2 separate regions of the Gasterosteus aculeatus genome follow, and region 2 is linked to region 1. The links are chromatin contacts, called in public Hi-C maps. All regions are on one chromosome and are shown on one strand. The core of a region is the stretch at or near the end of the contact, and the rest is flanking DNA. Distances in the headings are between cores, read along the strand shown.

Region 1 (7,073 bases), core at 1,218-3,717:
GTGTTACTTGTTTTCATCTCCTGCTTCCATCTCCATGTTGTCTTTTTCTGTTTGTTCCTTCCACTCATCTGCTGCATGACTTTCAATGTGAAAACCATCTGGTCTTATTTGCCTGTATGTCTCCTACCTGTTTAAATACCGGCCTCCCATTGATCTCAATGTTTTTTTTCTGTTAACAACCACTTTTTTGGGACATCCTATCCTGGTGCCATGGGTGTTTTGGGGGTGTGTCTTTGTGGAATGAACTTTGCCTTGCTGTACTTGATTCACCATTGGTGGCCCCACCTCCCTGCACTCCACGCCCACTTCCTGCGTCTCCCTGACCACTCACAACTCCTGGTTATAGCTCCGCCCTCGCTGCCCTGCTCGCCCCCTCCTTCCTGTCTCGCCCCCTTCCTCCTCTCACAGGCCTCGCCCTGCCATAGAGACACGCCTCGTAGCCATGACGACGGAGGCATGCACAGCCGCGGTAGGTCCCACTTCTTTTAACTAAGCAGCCTCGGAGGCGGCAGAGTCACCTGGACTCAGGTGTGGCTTTCAAACGTCTCGACCAATCACGTGGGATTATCTTCACTTTTTTTTTTATCCAGGGCTGCATTTCCTTTTTTCCTTTTCTAATCATTTTTTTCCTTTTTTACCAATTGAAGCAGTTATTAGGTAGCTCACAGTTAGCTAACTTAACATAGTATTAAGACTGGAAACCGGAACTAATTTTCAAATAAATAAGATTAAGAGGATTTCATTGACTTTATTATTTTAATTTCTGTATGAAATTCCAATAATTCTAACAGAAATTTGTGTTGTGTTCGTTTCCATGGAAACTAACCAGCGCCTCCTTCTGGCATGGACTGACATCGCGCTAAGTCCAATTTTCATTTGGAGTCGACTGCCATTGTGTCGTTTCTCTGCCATAGACCATAGGTTGGGGGGTTTTAAATTGTGTGCGTGTGGCTGCAGCAGCATGCACTGATCAAAGAGAAGCTTAACCACATGATACTTTCACCCGCAGCGTTTAGTGTGTTTGTGTTGGCTGCAGACGCACATGGTAAAAGTTTTATTCAGTTTGTGTGTGTGTGTGTGTGTGACCCCATTTTTGTAGTAGTTAGCGCACAGGCTTTGAAGCTGGTTATATAAAGATTCTGGAGAGGAGCAGATTCATGGTGTGTGCAAGATGAGCCTTGGGAGGTCTGAAATGATCTAAACTCCCCACTAAAGAAGAAACTTCAATGTTGACGTGTATACCTTTTCATTTTGCGCTCCATATAAAAGGGGTTAAAATAAAGTATGGCAACAAACTAGGGTTTGCTGTGGATTAAGTTAGTTACCCTGATATTTAGAGTTTTCCCAACTTTGTATTAATTGATATCCCTGGATTAGAACATTTCCAGTGGCAACCTTACATGAATGAAGTCTGCGTTTTGTCTGTGAACAAGTGTGTATTTTTAGCTCCTATATTTTAAGTGTTAGATAATTGTCCCTAAAGGAGTATCCTACTTCCACTGGGGCGGAGCCCAAGATTTTGTGTGTGTGTGTGTGTGTGTGTGTGTTTCACTCAGTTGGTCCATATAAGGCTTTGATATTTTGCAGGAAGTTAGCAGCGACTGTTAGCTGTTAAACTGTCCACAGACACTGAGAACTTCTGAATGTTAACAAATTTCTTCTAAGCCCTCAGACTCTTCCAGTTTACTTTCAAACCTGTGTATGATGCACGGGGCCTACAGGAACTCAAGGTATCCATAGTACATCATAGCAGCATCACATTTCAACTGGGCTGCAACTGCAAACTCTTAATGTTTACATTTCATATGAAGTTTATCTTTCACCCCCAAAGTAGACTGACAAACATCTTTGAGCTGCATCAGAAGCCAGATTCATACATCCGTCTTTCGCTCAGATGATGTCACTGTCACAAAAACAGAATAAGATAAGAACCATGTTTTACAGAATCGTTTTCTGAATCGTTTCCACATGAGCGGTTGTGTTTCAGTGTGATAACGTTATGACTAATGGTCTGTAATGGGTACAGGCCTCGGGGAGCGTGACTTACACGCTGCCATCATCACTGCTGCTGACCTCATTAACAACCAATCAACCCGTGCGTGCGTGCGTGCGTGCGTGCGTGCAGCTCGGTCGGACGGAACCGAGTCGCCATAACTTCTTTATGTATTGTGTCGCACACAGAAACCTGTCTTCCTGTCCCAAAACAAGCCCGCCACCGGGGGTAATCAAGGCGTTTGGGGTTTGATTGGGGGAGTCTTTAGGTTTTCCATCTGTATGATTAAAAAAAAAATAGTTAGGATTTTTGTGAAAGTGCAACCGTTGCCTCTCGACTTCTAATCTGGTGTTTGTCGATTGGTTGCTCCTACTATTGTGATGCCCATAAGTCTCGGTGGTATTGCCATGGAAACGAGACCAGTCAGAGGCACGAGAGCAGCTTGTTGTGGGAAGGAGTGGTTGGTTGTACTTCTGCGTTACGCGGCGTTGCGCTGTAGTGTGCTGTGAATGTGTGGAAAGAGCTTGAACACCACTTAACGCCGCCAGTCAGCAGCACCAGAAAGATTATTTATCTGCAGCTTCTCTTGCACGGACTGCAGACCAGAGCGTGGACTGATCTTGTAAAAGAAGCAGGTTCCTACATTTAGCCAGCGAGGAGTAATTGGTGAAATAGATAACAAAAAGACTCACAAGCCTTCATGCAGGGCTTTAAAGATATCCTCCAAAATCTTTTAATAACTCGTCAGAGGACGGGAGACAGAAACGAGATGCTGCAGCCTCAAACTGTTTCAGACATTTACAGCAGGGAGGAGAAGCTTGTAAAACGACCCGCCTAAGATCTTCCCCAATAAATACAGAATATATGCTGTCTAGATCACTTCCAGCACATTTTTATGTTCGTATTTGAGTTCAGTCCTTAGTTCAGCTACAGGCCGTGAGGGTTGTTTAACAGGTTCGCAGTGCAGAAAACATTAACATCCTGCAGACTTCATGTCTTCTGCTCTTCACAACGAGATGAAGCTGGATTAAACTGTCTGTAGCGCCTCCTGGTGGCGGATGTGTGTGTGTGTGTGTGTGTGTTTGGTCTTGTGTGAAGCGGCCATACGTCATTCTCACTCTGTTTTTTATTTATGTTACTGATTCTGATGGTTCTTATTAATTCCCAGCCTCGTTCTGAATAGTTTGATATTTTTGGGAAATTGGCTTTCTCTCTAAGAATCAGTGTTTTTTAGGTGGATACAACTCATCTGTGCACAGTCAATGATGCAGCTGCTGGTTAGCTTAGTTTTGGCACAAAGACTGGTGAAAAACCAATAACTTGAGTCAGTCTACAGGGGGGATTCCTCCCGCCTTCACCTCAATGGCTCACTGATCATCACATGTGCTTGTAACATGTTTTGTCTAATTGTTGTTAATCTGGTCCCCTTATTTAAGTACTCTGTGTGTAAGTGAATGTTGCGCATCAGGAAACATTTATTGCCAAAATATGTCAAACATACAAGGAATTTGTCTCGGCGGTTGGTGCGTGACAGTAGGCAGTGTAACAATAGACAACAAGACCGCAGTGCACAAGTAATGAAATAAAGTAAAATGCTAATGCAAAGGGTTAGTAGCTATGGGTTAGTATAAAACAAGAGAATAAGAAAAAAGTTGAAAAATATTAAGCATAAAGTGCACTAGCGAACAAGTAACAAGGTGACGAGTGACGACAAAGTGATAAATTACAGTTAAAGTGACATGTGCAGTGTGAAGGGGAGTGACCGGTGGAATGTTATAGTCAGGCAGTGGGGGACCGGCTCTGTTGATGAGCCCGACTGCCGACGGGAAGAAACTGTTGGTGTGGCGGGAGGTCTTAGTCCTGATGGACCTCAGCCTCCTGCCAGATGGAAGGGGCACAAACAGGTTTTGTCCGGGGTGAGAGGGGTCGGCTACCATCTTTTTAGCTCGCTTACATGTGCTTCCCACATCTGTCATGGCCCAAAGGTCTTTTCTGTGTCACTGAGTGCAGATGTGGATGTCCAGGAAGTCACTTGGCTTATTTGTGCCCAGTTATTTTGCATCCATTCTGCTGCTTGAGTACCAACTGAAGCTCGGTAACAAAGACACCTCAATATCTTTGTTACCACGTCCGCAGCATCCTTCAAAATGATCACACCAATGAATCAACACAAACTCAACATGATAACCTTCATGAAAGAGACTTAATGGCAGAGCGCTGGCATTAGACCGATGGATAGATTTGAAAAATCTGAGCATCTCCTCGCTGATTTAACCTCTTCGTTCCTCCTCAGAAGTCCCCGCTCGTCTTGTATGTTTCAGCGATGGCGGTGTGTTGCTGTGTGAATGTTCCCAACGCCGCCCGGCTTCTTCCTCTTCGTCTGTTTCAGTGTTCCTGCGGAGCCACAAGAGTCTGGAGTCTGTTGATCCCCAGTTCACCATGAGGAGAAAGATGGAGCAGCTGCGAGAGGAGCTGGAGCTCACGGAGCAGCTGCGAGACGTGGGTCACCTTTATTACTCATTAGTGCGATTAAAGAGAAAAGAGAAAGCTCTGTCCACCAATTAGTCATGACTTACACTCAACTTAAAAAAAAAATTTATATAGAGAGAAATATTAGATGATTACACAACCTGTCGGTTGAAAACATTGACTGCGTTCTTGATATCGACTCACACACCTGCTTCTAACGTTCTGTCCTTCCTCAGAGCATCGAGAGCAGACTGAAGGTCGTCCTCCCCGAGGACCTCGGGTCGTCTCTGATGGACGGCGTCGTCCTCTGCCACCTGGCCAATCACATCCGCCCGCGCTCCGTCGGCAGCATCCACGTTCCATCCCCTGCGGTGGTGCGTATGAGTCCCGACCTTTGACCCCTGAGAGGAATATTTAAGGTGCTCTGCAACCCGAGATCGACTTTGTGTGCCTTTTTGTACTTCCAGCCCAAACTCAGCATGGCCAAGTGTCGGAGAAACGTGGAGAACTTCCTGGACGCCTGCAGAAAGATCGGCCTGTCGGAGGTAAGACATGTTTACGATAACTTTACCAACTACAGTGCTTTGCCTCTCTGGACTGGGGGTCGTTTCTATCAAGGCTTTTTGTAGCCTAACTAGTTATCATTTCTAAACAAACCGGGCAGCATCACTGCTGCTCAAGTCAGTCCTGGTTTTTGAACCAGCAACCCCCGCACCTGAAAACATCCCCAGTTCATCAGAGGAATTTCCCTCCTAATGCAACAGTTGCACTTTGGCTTCACAAGAATAACTACTGATCAGACAGAGGCTTCCTCCTCAGTCACATGAAAGCCGTCTGCGTCTGAGGGGAACAAAGTAGTAAAAGTACTAGTAAAAAGTATAAAAGTGATCACATTAGCTTGTGATTTATGTTTGGTAAGTGAGGGGAAAGCAAAAATTGAGGGTAATTGAATGACAGTGATGACAACATTAAACTGTAAACCAGATCTGGGAGAAAAGGCTGATGACTCCATGTTTTTAACAGCACATGTTCTCAACAATTTTTGTCACCTGATCACAAGCCTGAACAATTAATTGAGAATGAATTAAATAAATATTATCTTAAATTGAGAACTGCTGAATGAAACAATTTAGTAAACGTCTTCTACCCCCCGGGTTATGTTTTGTGTCTCTAGATTAAAACATGGGAACCGCTCAGCGTTCCCCCAGAACTGGTTTAATCTTCCTACCCTTTTCTCCTCATGGCTTTTAAATTCTGTTGTTTGATTGTTGAAGTTATTGCTTAATCATCATCGCTATCATCGCTGCCTATGGCTTCCAGCTCCCACCATCATGACCGCTGCATCGGGTTGAAACAGAGCGGCTTCTGGTTTTGTGTGTGCGTGTGTGTATGATTGTGTGTTTTTATGTGTCCTGACTCTGGACTCTGGACACATTTTTTTTTGTATGGATTCAAAAAATGAGCCACGTTCATTAGTGCTGTTCAGAAGATTTAATTAGCTTTGGAAAATCAGGCTCGTTTCTTCCCCCATTATTTTCCATTATTTGTGCTAAGCTAATCTTTATATTTAGCTTTATAGTATACAAACATGTACAGTATCAGTCTTCTTATCAAAGTATAGTTGAAAACAGCAAATAACACATACTCCAAAATCTAAAGGTACAGTGGGTGAAGACAGAAAATTAAGTTTTATTATTGAGGGCCATAAAATTCTGAACATAATTTAAACCTTTGTTTAATTATTTTGTCTTCACATTTGCAGTACATTAGTCTGGGTCCTTCCTTTGAGAGATATAATGATTATATTATACATTAATACTTTTTCTGAGCTGTTGATCTGAACTGACTCGTTGACCTTTGACCTCCATCTGTGCTGCTTACCTCCGTGTGGACGCTTGCCAACTAGTGAACTTTTATTGGCCACAATTATGCAGTTAACTTGCCAATGATAGCTTCTGTGCTAATGTGCTAATGATCGCTTTTGTGCCATTGTGTTAATGATAGTTTCTGTGCTAACGTGCTAATGATGGCTTCTGTGCTGGCTTGCTGCACTGGCTCTCCCATCAGCCTCTTGGGCCACTCCTCTTCATGGTCTGCTTACTGGGCGAGAGGGGAGCTCAAAACTGTTCTCCATCCTCAGTAAGCATCCCTGCTTTTTGCCATGGTAACCCCTGCCTGCTCCCCCCTCACACCACCAGCTCTCACTCTAGTCTGTGGCCTTTGACCTCTGAGTTAACCTCCTGCCTTTTCTTTCTCTTTTTTACTTTCCTACTGGATGCACCACGTCCTCCTCATACTCTCCCTCTTGTTTTATTCTTTTTTAACATAACTTTTTGCCTCTTACCCATTTTCTTATCATTCCTTTTGTTTTCCTTTTTAAATTGTTTTCCCTCTACTTCCCCATCTACTTCTGGTTCTTTGTCACCGCTCATCTCCTCCATTCCACCTACTTTTCCTCCACCTGGGTTTTGGTTCTTTCTTGTTTTTGTTTTTTCCACCTCATCCCTTCATTGTAAATATTTCACATTCTCTCTTGCTGTAACTTTTATTTACCGCCTACTTTCTTACTTTCTCCTTCTTACTTCTTGTATGTTCCATCTTCATTTCCTCC
Region 2 (7,073 bases), core at 2,035-4,534, 34 kb before region 1:
TTTCGGAACAAGAAATGTGGAGATTAGAATAAAACTGAAAGGAAGTTGAAGAAGTTTTTTTTATTTTAGGAATACACGGCGTGTTTTTGGTATGGCGCAAAACACAAAATCACTGACATTTATCAGAACGTGTGGCGTCACGAAAGGATCTGCACTTGTGTAGCAACTGTGCAGAAAACGTACGTTTCCTCAGTTCAAACAGGAGTCTACGATTTTAATATTGGCTCCTTAATAGTGTTTTTACAAATTCCAAAATGCAATATGAAAACGTTTTTCGATGTCCAAACCCCATCTGACAGGTCGATGCAGAGTAAACCTCCATTTAACTGTCTGCTGATTTCCAGTGACGACCTGTACGGCTTGACAGTAAAACTAAAACACGTTGTTATATTTACGGGTACGTTCATGTTATCTTATTAACTGATTTTATTTTATTATTTGGTTTCATGCAACAAATATGAAACTACGTAGCGTAATTTTAACAGCAGCTCAACTTGCAGATATAGATTTAGTAGTTTTACGTTGCCCCTCCCGCCACATGATTCATTGGCTTTTTAAAATTCCTTTAAATTTAAACATTCCCATATTTTTCTAGTGAGCACATAAGCACATCACTCAATGTACATCAAGTTCATAGTGGTTTCACAACATAAAGAACTGTTGAGGTCAGTAGCTGGGATGCAGCTAATTACCAGTAACCAGTAACTAATCAATCAGCACATTAATAGATCCATAAGAGATTCATCACTTTTAACCACCCTTTACAACTGGAAGACACAATATTATCCTTTAAACAATGTCTTAGGTAAAACCTGCATTTAAAAAGAAAGAAGAAAGGAAAACCTGAATAGTACTTTGGACTGAAAACAGAGTTTTTAGGAAGGAACAGTGTTCAACAAGTCGTCTCGTCTCTCTTGAAGAGGCTGGTTGGCTCAAAGCTTCCTGTGTGAGCGCAGGCTGTGATTATCTGATCATGTTGTTACCAACAAACACGTCGGCGTGTCGGCCGAGAGAACAGAGCAAAACTGTCCGAAACACAAGTACAAAGTCTTAAGAACCGCAGACTAAACCAAGCTACTCACCGTTTTGTTATCCCTCAGAATAAAGCTGTGACTTGACAGCGGCCAGGAGGACTGACGTGCGCCTCGTAAGGAAGCGAGGCGGTTGGTGAACGACACTTCCTGTATTTAACGGTGGTTTGTACTTTTTGTGGGTGAGCAGCAGTGTTTCTGCTGAAAACACAGGAGCCAAACAGCTTTGAGCCGTGCTGGAGTAATTAAACCCCAAAACAAAAAGAATAATATGTTAGAAATATGACTTAGTATGACGGGCAGTGTATTCACTCTGCACTAACCCATGCTTTTTAAAATGTGTTATTTAACTTTTGATGATTTTCTTCTGTGGATAAAAAGTGTAATTTTGTTGTTGTATAAATGTGCACTGATGAAAACGATGAGAGAAAATCACAAAAAATGCTCCAGTGGGAGTTTCATGTTCAAAGGTCATAGTGGTGCATCTTCCTCGAACAGAAACTATCGTTGGAACAGCGAAAAGCGTTTAATCAGCAGAAATGTTAAGTGGACTGATGTCTGTCCCCGCAGCTGTCAGCTGGTCGAGAGAAAGAGGAAGTTTTACTCAGAATGAAAGCAGTTTGTTCAATTTACTGTCACAGAAATGGAAATAAATTCAAAATAGCTGAAGTGGACATAAGACATTTTAATTTTACAAAAGGCTGTTTGGCAGGTGACATGTGGTTTTGGGTTACATATAGAATACAGGTTGCAGTGTGGGCTAGTTTGCACATTGTGTCATGGCAAACATACTGCGATCAGTGATCCCCACCGTTTATCTGCTGATACAAGCTTGTTATGTAATCAGTTGACTCAGCTCTTTACTATCCCACATGCACCCACACCCCCGTGCACACACACAGTCTCTTCAATGGAAAAGAATGAAAAGTATTGAGAATTACAGAGTTATTTTTACAGCAAATAGCATTGGATTTCTACCTGATAGCATGTTAATTTCTGTTATGACGCATCAGTGTTTGTTGGTTTATGAGCTCCTAAAAGGAACAGGATTATCACAATCAGCTCCAGTATCAATGCATGAATATACACTTACTAGTAAAGCTTCTGTAAAACTTTATTTTCCACTCACGAAAGGATCTGCACTTGTGTAGCAACTGTGCAGAAAACGTACGTTTCCTCAGTTCAAACAGGAGTCTACGATATCAATATGCGTTTATTTTCCACTCCTATCCTGCATGAATGGATCCGTGCAGCAGATGTCACTGTTTGCTGGCATTTCTACTGCTGTTTTAAGCCCACTACTGTTTTCGCAGCTAAACATTCTGGAAACGGGAAGAATGAGTTGATTTGGATATGCATGTATTACATATGTATACATTCATATACATTCAATTACACACGTACAATTCCACAGATTATCAATAACACACCCAAAAATATATTCTCACTAACACACATGCGCCATGAGATGGGATGTTGTTGCAACTCCGCAGTACTTTCTCTAATCTGTTCTAAATTGCTCATATGTCATCCAGACCCTGAAGAGCCTTATATCAAGAGCCTTATATGACAATTTAGAACAACGTTATTAAAGCCACTTATTGGCAATTGGAAAAAATAGGTTGTGTATGATTTCAAGATTGGATTCACTACCTTCAGACAACAGCAGGCAGTGCTGTAGTGTCACCAAAGCAACTATGCCAGCAGACTAAACTGATGTGAATTATTTCCAAAAAGATACTTTTCGTACCCAGTCTACGTTGTTCAGGCCTTCAATGCTACTGATCGCAATTCCCACGTACTCCGGCTTCCCATCCCCTCCTCTTTGGGATCATGTGAATCTCTATGTCAGCGAATGTGATGTCCCTCCCTGCATACTCAGCAGCGGAGGCCTGAAAACACACACACACACACACACACACACACACACACACACACACACACACACACACACACACACACACACACACACACACACACACAGAGAGAGAACACTTGTGTTAAATATATCAACAAACAGAAATAAATATATAAATAAATACAAAAATAAATAACACAGACCGTCATAGATGCATATAGGGGGCATTTCCCTTTGAATCACACATATTTGGCCTAAATCTGTGTCTAGACTAGCTAACTAAGTTTCACCAGCTACCTGCAGCAATAGGAGCTCTTATTTTGAAGTCAGTTCTCACACCCTCTTACCGTAATTCCTGAAACAGACTCGCACTGCGGAACACTTGGAATATTGCGCACTGTGTTTTTTCTAGTGCTAGCTTGACCGCAGCCGCTGGAACGGGACACTTATTTTGAAATCTGACAACCGGATGTCGCGTTGCGGCGCTCCTTTCGACGCTTCACGTAGCGCGCGCGCGGACGGACGGACGGACGGCTACCATCGAGGAAGGAAACGCGGCACGGCTCGGCTCGCCTGAAGAAGTCGGTGTAACGGCTGTTTTTGCCCGACCGTTAGCTAGCGCCGCACTCGATACAACCGACGTATACGCACGCGCACAGGGAGCCGCGGTGAGGTGGAGCACTGCTATGGCGACGTTGGGACCGGAGTCGGCTCGCGCTCCTCATTCCCAGCTCGGTTCTTCCCCGTCGACCCAGTCGCACATCGGCGGCGCCAACCCGCCTCCCAACCGGGGCTTGGAGCGGGCGCTGGAGGAGGCGGCGGCCAGCGGCGCCCTCAACCTCAGCACCCGAAAACTGAAGGAGTTTCCCCGGACGGCCGCCAACCACGACCTGTCGGATACGGTGGAAGCAGGTAGGCGTCTCTCCTTCGGTTAGCTAGCTTTAGGAAACACGCCCGGGGGGACAACGACGACACCCCCACCGGGTGCTGGGCGGTAACGACTCTCCGCACAGGCAGCGTGGTGGTCCTCGCTGTACTGCAGTGATGGAATTTCCCGTTAGTCGTCACGAATCAAAAGAGAATGTTTATTTATCTTTTTTTTTTACGAGTCGAGCTGCGCTAGCATGCTGCTCTGTGTTGCAGCGTGTGTGTATTTAATGTTAGACGAGGCTGCGTACGTCCCTAACTTTAACTTCACCTGGAGCTGCGCGCGCAGCTGGATGTGAACGCGTCGGGTACCTGCGTTGGCGATTGGGACATTCCCGTGAAAGGCTCCACGACTTCCCAGTTTGCAGTAAAATGTCTGCGGGATCCGAGTGCTCGGTGGGCCTTCGGTGGAATTCCCCACCACTTGCTTTTAATCCGCGCAGAGTTGTAAACACACACACACACACACACACACACACATTCTGTTTGTGCTGCCTTATTCACAAGCCTTGAGGTTACATAGTTTTTTTTACACATGCTAGTCTTTTGGATCATCTACATAGTTAGTATGTTTGTATGTATGTTAGTAGACCATGTTAAAGGCGATACCCAAATCCGCCCATCTGCTGACGCAGATGATTCCAACAGCTTCATACTGTAAGAACTGCAAACTGAATTCCACTCACCTCCGTTGTGTTGGAGAAAAAAACATTCCAAAACCTCATCCTGTAAATCTCAAACCATCACTTTTCTCTGGGGACTCTGTTCTCTTCAAGGTCAGCCCTGGAAAGTCACAGCGGCGTTATTTTGCTTCAACTATGTTTATGTACGCTAAAAAAGAAAATGTGGCTTGCACAACCGCAGTGGGTCACGTCTACAGAAACACACATACACACACACACACACACACACACACACTCCTACAGGCTGTGTGACTTTAGCTGAACTGCTCCTGGGTTTACTGGATTTGGATTCAGTCTGCTGGGATCTGATGTTTTCAAACATACCTGTGCAGAAAATAAATGCACTCAGGGGTTGTCTATTCCATCTAGCATCGCACCACAGTGCTGCCTCGCCCATCGGCGTGCATAACCAGCTACCTTGTGTTTGTGATGTGACAGTATTTTGTCAGTTGTGTTTTTTTTTTGCCATGCTCTGTGTTATAGATGATGCTTTCTGTAGTTGGTTCGGATTTCATATTCACGCATTCCCAAAACATGACATTTTCTCTGTCATGGGGACCTGTGTTTTGATTTCTTCAGAGTTTGTGGCACTAGTTCAGGTGCCGAGTCCGGTAAAGCATTTGTTAGGATTTAATGAGACTGAACAAAAAAAGTTCCCGTTGAACGACACTGCTCATTGTTGTCTTTACTTCAGAGCAACACAACGTGGGAAAATGAAGCCCTTCTGTGAGAGAACACATACATAGTTGGAGGGATGTGAATGTACTCAAGTGTCTGCTGGAATGGATGTTTGGTTACTGGCCGAACTTGGCCAGTAACCTTGGCTGCCAGGAAGGCGGGGGGCTTGTCAGGAAGGGGAACGGTTCTGAACTGTCAGTCGGTAAAGTGTGAGCCATCAGAGTGGCCTCTGACTCAGGCCACACTGTTTGATCACAGAGCTTCTTCTAGAGCGTAGAGAAAATATCCAACCACTAAGCCTTCCTTCTGCACGATTGCAAGCGCGACATGAATTAATCGCTCTCCTGTGAGTCTGCAGACTGTCGCAGGGTGCATCCAAACCAGCTTTCAGTCGGAGTGTGAATGAGCAGCCGTGCATGTCCACATCATCACCGCTGCGACTCTGAAATAAAAACGCGCAGCGATGCAGAATTGTGCCGCCGTGTGGGCGATTTTTAGGTTTTGTACAGTTGACCCGCAAACCTGCTTACTCGGGTGTTTTTAGTAGCCATGGCGGCAAGCTGCGAACATTGAACAGGTCATTAATTAAGGACGACAAGAACTTTGATCAAGACACATGATGTGAAAATCGATGAGAAGGAACCGAGTGAGTCACCACGTGCATGCACATGTGTGAAAAATGCAGACACACACTCGCACATAGTCTGAACCCATACTAGTTTCATATCAGCAGCCACACGAGTCCCAACTTGCAGTGAAACCCAAACTGAAGCCGGTTTCCTCCAATGTTTCTTTTTTACCTTTTGAGCTTTGCTGGAGAAGAAAAAGCTGACATTTTGGACGGGACGTCCGAAGGCCGACTGTTTAAAATAGTTAGTCAGTTATTTATGTGACAGAAATATTTGTCAGACAAGAAAGACGTTCAAACCCTCGGGCTTCAACGTCGATGTGTGTTACCCTTTCCATGTCAAGCAAGTGGGTCAAAGATCCGCTGGCCCAAAGTCAAATTTGGGGTCCCGGATGGGTTCTGTGTGCATGGGTAACTCGTAACTGAGATGAGAAAGATTCAGCATATTTATTTTTGAACACTTTCCAAGTGGGCTGAATGAGTTACTGGTAATCCTTATCGTTGAGGCCTGATGGCCCTCAAATATCGCACCTTGGCACAGCCGGCCGATCGCAATATTCTGTAAAATAATATTAATAATAATAATATAAAAGTTTGACTTGTTGATTTCAGAAAGTTACGCTAAGTGTCCTATACAGCCCCCAATCCTTGACATGTATATATATTAGAACTGCAACTAACAATTATTTTGATAATCGATAATTGATAATTATTACCATCATTGTAGTGCAAGTTAAGTAAATCCATACAGCTAAAAAACGACCAAGTGCTATGAGATGAATTTAAAATAGCATTTGTAAATAAATGCATTAGAGGCTTCTTAGTTGATTTAATGCAGGGGTCTCAAACTTGCGGCCCGCGGGCCAATTGCGGCCCTCGGGACGATATTTTGTGGCCCCATCCTTAATATGAAAGTGTAATGTTAGTGCGGCCCGCAAGTTTTATACTGTAACCCCACTGTCAGCTGCTGTGTGGGACATGTTATGATGTTCTGGTTTCCTACTGTGTGCTTGTCCAGTGAACGTGGCATGCATGTGACTGACATGGGGGGCGGGTCGTGTGTGTCGGCCGAGGTGCAGAGAGCAAGAGGGTGAAATTCAGTTTCCTGCCCTCTTTCGCGCAGGTGATCATGTGTGTTATTGTCGACCATGCCGTTCGGACGCTAGTCTGGCCCGCGTTCAGTTGAAGTGGGCTGCATCTGGCCCGCAGCTGATTTGAGTTTGAGACCCCTGATTTAATGGATCACCATGTGTCTCCCTTTACAGGCA

Evidence for each region. Hi-C and Micro-C count contacts between places; a contact is called where the count stands out from the background.
Region 2: a contact with region 1 is called in a Hi-C map of liver, with 2.5 times the contacts expected there. The contact joins the promoter of lrch1 here to the enhancer-like site in region 1. A contact is called at or near these places in 6 of 6 Hi-C or Micro-C datasets (blood and trunk muscle, liver, skeletal muscle and 2 more).

Annotation. Positions count from the first base shown.
Region 1 is chr16:16,533,480-16,540,552 of fGasAcu3.hap1.1, reverse strand. lrch1 (leucine-rich repeats and calponin homology (CH) domain containing 1) reads left to right here. Exons shown (of 18, transcript XM_078090441.1): 15 at 4,383-4,492; 16 at 4,699-4,836; 17 at 4,930-5,007. Among protein-coding and RNA genes, the nearest start is that of esd, 13 kb to the right of the region's middle. Within about 2 kb of position 2,467, at least 3 of the 9 cell types and tissues checked have open chromatin away from gene starts, as enhancers often do. A contact at or near this core is called in liver, where this site is marked.
Region 2 is chr16:16,568,319-16,575,391 of fGasAcu3.hap1.1, reverse strand. lrch1 (leucine-rich repeats and calponin homology (CH) domain containing 1) reads left to right here and starts at 3,284. Exons shown (of 18, transcript XM_078090441.1): 1 at 3,284-3,801. The coding sequence starts at 3,576. It overlaps rubcnl (rubicon like autophagy enhancer), which reads right to left and starts at 3,799. Exons shown (of 18, transcript XM_040202494.2): 1 at 3,237-3,799; 2 at 2,782-2,923.